Linked DNA regions of Oncorhynchus mykiss: region 1 is linked to region 2. Evidence: chromatin contacts called from public Hi-C data. All regions are on one chromosome and are shown on one strand. Each heading gives the region's core, a stretch centred on a gene start, on an enhancer-like site or on the middle of the called end of the contact. The rest is flanking DNA. Distances are from core to core; before and after follow the strand shown.

Region 1 (2,700 bases), core at 1-2,500, 220 kb before region 2:
CTACTGTTATCTAACACGTACAAACCCCTTTCCCTTCTTTTATAAACAAGTACAAAAAGGGCGGTGTGCTAAAAAAGAATGTGCTGCCCACACGACTATGGCGTATAAGGAAGTTATGGTTATAAACACGGCATTTTACTGATATGTTAACACTGTTAAAGGAATCCTGCCTGCTACTCTACCTTAAAAATGCCCGCTAAGAAAGTGTGCATCGTTGGATCTGGAAACTGGTATATTTATCCGCTTTCTCAATTTGCATGTGCCTGCATTCGACAACATTGTATCGTCATTAATTCCACTGATTGATTCATAATGTAGCCAACTAAGTGCTGATATTTGGCTAAATGTACAACTTGCTTGTAGTTTCATAGAATATCAAACATAACGTTTGATTTGAAGGTTTGGGGATATGCAAGCCATTCCGTGTACTGTTATAATCTGGTTATTGTACCCCCAGGATATATTTAGCATGTTCATTTTGCGACTGGGATTTTGAAAATATGAATGGTGTTATTTCATTGCCCTTCAATCTGTTTTCATCATCTCCTAGGGGCTCTGCGATAGCCAAAATCGTCGGTCACAATGCAAAGAGATCCAACAGGTTTGACCCCATTGTCAACATGTGGGTGTTTGAAGAGATGGTCGAAGGCAAAAAGTTAACAGAAATCATCAACACAGAGCATGAGAACGTCAAATACCTACCGGGTCACAAGCTTCCCAAAAATGTGGTAGGTATTGTGTTTTGTTTAATATGATATTTTTTTGCCTCAAGATTACAAATCATTGAGTTGGGCAATACATCGGACTTAACATTATCTCCTATCTCCGGACATGCTTTGTGGTTGTGTAAAAGGACACACACAGATAAGGTGAGTGAAGTTTGACCTATACAGAGCTAACAACATATCCGTCTGGGTTGTTCTCAAGAACAAGGCATTCTGCCTTATCCCTAGGGTTCTCAGCTATAAACACCGTTTACCGGTGGGCCCATTTAAACTATAATCCCATCTCTTTGTTTTAAAGTTTAGAAAACGCCAATAATCATTGCTTGCAATGCGGTTTTTGAAACATGGAATAATCTTTCAAATAAGTGAGAAATAATCTTTCAAATATAAAATATAACGCTTACTGTATCAGTTTTGCACAGAACCATAGGGCTGTGTGTATGCGCAGTATGGGATCAATATCATGCCAAATGTGTTCCTCCAGACCACAAACTACATTTCCTTTCCAGTTACACACAGGTGTTCAAGCACGCTAGATAGCTAATTAGCACAGGTGGTCTTCTCTGCCTTCCATCAGTCTTCCTTAATAAAGTGTTTGTAACATGGCCATGTGGGAACACAAACCCTAACCGTATAAAATAGTGCTGGTGTAAGAAATCTATACAGTTGCATTTAAGGATATTACTTTTGACAATATATCATGCGCTTTTGAAAATATCGCAATATGATTGTTTTTGCTAGTTGTTTGTAGCTAAACCAAAACTCCTTCATAACTTGTTCTCCGTCTTATTCTTTTTTTTTTAACCTTTATTTAGCTAGGCAAGTCAGTTAAGAACAAATTCTTATTTTCAATGACGGCCTAGGAACAGTGGGTTAACTGCCTGTTCAGGGACAGAATGACAGATTTGTACCTTGTCAGCTCGGGGGTTTGATCTTGCAACTTTCCGGTTACTCGTCCAATGCTCTAACCACTAGGCTACCCTGCCGCCCCAGGGAGCCAATTTGTTTTCAGCAGTTTTATTCCCATGACTGATCCAAACTTGTTTTCTCATGTTCTTGCTTGTTCCACTGCAGCTATGATGAACAGTTTGGAACATTAAATCGCAATAAAATCACAGTGTCGAATCGCAATACATAGAAATGTGAGAATCGCAATACATATCGTATTGGCACCTAAATATTGTGATAATATGGCATTGTGAAGTCCCTGGAAATTCCCAGACATACTATAAAGGTGTGTAGGAATTTACACTTTAGGTTTTTGGGTAATTATTTCTCGCTGCTATAAAAGATACGTTCCTTATATTTCCCAAACCGTACCGCAAGCGATGCATGTTAACGTTCAGAATGAACGTCAAGGCTCTTAACAAAACTCCCCCAGCCAGAATATACCTTCATGGATAGATGCTAAAGGTAGTTGGCATCTTTGAATGGCTGACCAGTCTGACATACCTTGCTTTCCACTGTGTCAAAACGTAATGTGTGTATTATTGTATCCAGCCGCCCCTTATGTCAATTCCTTAATCGACCGTGTAACAAAATAACATTACATAACGTCTTGTAATCACAGGAGGTTGGTGGCACCTTGATTGGGGAGGACGGGATCATGGTAATGGCTGGAGCGGAAAAAATGGAAGGGCATGAAACCCATGGTCTCTACGTGTTTGACGGCATTGCGTTCGCTCCGTTCCAGCCATTGATTATGAGCCGTCCTCCCCTCAGCAGCCTCCACTGCGTAATGTAGATTCACGATAAATGCTACTACATAGTAACATCCATCATGAATAGTACAGTGTATCATGCTATCTTTTCCCACTTCGGTTTACCAGGTTGCTGTTCCAGAAATCACAGAAGCGGTGAAAGGGGCCAGCATACTCATCTTTGTCATTCCACATCAGTTCATTGGGAGGCTATGTGATCAGATGAAACCTCATATTGCACAGGGAACCATTGGGATATCCCTCATCAAAGTAAT
Region 2 (2,700 bases), core at 155-2,654:
ACCTGGCGTCCTAACCAGGCACATACCTGGTGAGTCCATATAACGTATTATGTGATTTGTTGAACTAAATTTACTTCTGAACTAATTTAGGCATACCTAAACAAATGGGGCAAATACTTATGTAACGACTATATTTTAGTCATTTAATTGTTATATATATATATATACACACATACATAGAAATGTTCACTTTGACAGAGTATTTTGTGGAGATCAATGTAAAAAAAAAAGTAATTAAATCTATTTCAATCCCACAAGTTCAAGGGGGTGTACTTTCTATTGGCACTGACTGTACATTGTACTGTCAAATGCATATTGCCACCTAATGGTGAAATAGTAATACACCCCAAGTATAATAACAATTTACTGCATGCATCCTCTTTCTTATACCCTTCAAATACAGTAACTCTGGGCATGTACATTTAATATTAAATGAGGACAGGAATCAAATGTACCTTTGAGAGGTTTCTCAGCTAAACTGTATCCATTTGTCAGCTTTTCCTCTTCCCATCCTAATGTCGAAACACAGTAAAGGGATGGTTTCTCCCACTGACTGGAGACTGGAGAGGACCGTTTGAACAAGAAGAGAAAGCTGAGGGCTTTGTGAGTATATAGGGAGTGACGGACCACCGACGTGAGCGATGAAAGACTCTTCCTGGAGAGAAATAAGGCAATGTTCTAAAAAGCTCAAGGATTGGATCTAGTCTAGCCGCTAGATGGCCCTCCATGATGGATCCAGCTCTCAGCCCCAGAGCTCTCTCAGCTAATATATCTTCTTTATCAGTGGCCTTCCATGTGGTCATGGTGGAAGGGAATACAATCCTCCTTGGCTGGTTGATGGGAGGTAAATCAATGATATCATCTTTAAGCAGAGCAGGTCGCTGGAGATGTTTTTTGGGGTGCTGCACTAGCCTATAGCTTCGAGGGACACATAGCTCTGAAAATGGAAACTTTTGAGAACTTTTGTTTCACTTGGGTGAAACAGATCACTCATGCAGTATACTTCTTGAATCTCCCAATTTTACCAATACTATTGAACAATTTACATAGGATAGAGAGAAGAGATATTGGTTTTCATGTTCACCCAAAAGGTCAATCTAACGCATTGATACAATGCTTTTAAATGTAATTTATTTCAATAGCGTCATGCAATGTTCAAAGAAGATATTCTATTCAGATAGTCTACTACCCTCATCAGCAGTCACAGAATCCTGTCCATGAATTGACTGAACAGTTATATTGCTGCTACTATAAAAACGACCGGTACATTATAGAGAATAATTGTTTCATATGTTTTACATGCAATTAGAACGTGTACATTTACTTACCCCTCTGATAATGTGCGATATTAGAAATGCTTTAACAAACGTTATGATCAGCGTCTCGTCAGCCACTTTAAACTTCCGCATCATGTGATTGCGGAAGTAACTTCACTCTGCGGGTTCAGGGTTCCGCCTCTAAACTAGCTAGCTAAATAAATGGTTATCCCTCTACCCAAAACAAACGACTTTCCTTTTTATAAGACCCATTTGGAATATAGCTGCAATTCACCATTGCATTCTGCAGTAGATATTTAAGGAAACATGGCTGGACGTCTACCGGCTTGTGTAGTTGACTGTGGCACAGGGTAAGTAGCAAGTGCTAATGCTAATAGCTAGCTAACTAATTCATTGGCTTTAGCTAGATGCACCCAGACATGGCATACACGTTGGGCGTGCAAAGTAAACAAATCAAGATAGCTAGCTAGTCAGCAACAACCTTTATTTGCTTCATTTCGTTTAATCTAGCCAGCAAACTAGCTAGTTAACCATTTTAGGTTCAAGAAGATAGCTTGCTAGTAGCTGATTTCCATCAGTGTCCCCCACTCGTTAGAAGTTACATTAGCAGGATGCATTGACTTTAATCTGTTACTGTAGTCTACGTACAATGTATGTTTTAACTTGTGGAAGCGTATAACTGACCTAGTCCATAGACAGTCATGCCACCCGTTAGATGAGTTGTTTACAACCTTTTTCGGTTACTGTACCACCAACTGAATTTTGCTCTGCTCGGACTGAGTACCCCAGAAGTACCCCCCCATTGCTTTAGATCATGCATCATGAGCTATAATGATTACACCATTATGATCTATATAACCCACTGAACTTTCTCATGCAATGCATTTGTTGTAGGTACACAAAGATTGGATATGCTGGAAACACAGAGCCACAGTTTATTGTTCCTTCATGTAAGTATTTCTGTGTCACACAGCATCGGTTCCCAAACTCGGTGCACGTTTTGGTTTTTGCCCAAGCACTAAACAGCTGATTCAAATTATCAACTGATCATCAAGCTTTGATCATTTGAATCACCTGTGTAGTGTTAGGGCAAAAAAAAACACCCCTTGGAGTCCCGAGGACCGAGTTTGGGAAACGCTGTCATACAGTCTTCTAATGATAATGTACCATGCCCATTCATATGTAGCCCTTGATCATGACTATCAGTTCCTTTCCACTACACGGGTCATTGAACGAAGGTGTCTTCTGTACTGAGGAGTTTTGTTAAGAACCGCGAAGCTCACACATCGCTTGCAGTACGGTTTTGGCAGCATAAGGATATTTTATATCAACGATAAATACTAATGAAAGAAAATAGGGTTAGGGTTCCCACACGGCCATATTTCCATGTTACGGCGCTTGTTTATGGCAAACAGACAGAATA

What was found. A called contact is a pair of places that touch in the nucleus more often than the background predicts.
Region 1: a contact with region 2 is called in a Hi-C map of liver, with 5 times the contacts expected there. The contact joins the promoter of LOC110527460 here to the promoter of LOC110527456 in region 2. A contact is called at or near these places in 2 of 3 Hi-C or Micro-C datasets (blood and liver).

The regions. Positions count from the first base shown.
Region 1 is chr7:20,525,978-20,528,677 of USDA_OmykA_1.1, reverse strand. It overlaps LOC110527460 (oxysterol-binding protein-related protein 11), which reads right to left and starts at 1,250. Exons shown (of 13, transcript XM_036982877.1): 1 at 1,130-1,250. It overlaps LOC110527462 (glycerol-3-phosphate dehydrogenase [NAD(+)], cytoplasmic), which reads left to right. Exons shown (of 8, transcript XM_021608737.2): 1 at 1-230; 2 at 551-728; 3 at 2,555-2,695. The coding sequence starts at 190.
Region 2 is chr7:20,308,795-20,311,494 of USDA_OmykA_1.1, reverse strand. It overlaps LOC110527456 (actin-related protein 3), which reads left to right and starts at 1,404. Exons shown (of 12, transcript XM_021608732.2): 1 at 1,404-1,627; 2 at 2,172-2,227. The coding sequence starts at 1,584. LOC110527457 (a long non-coding RNA gene) reads right to left here and starts at 1,432. Exons shown (of 2, transcript XR_002474135.2): 1 at 1,329-1,432.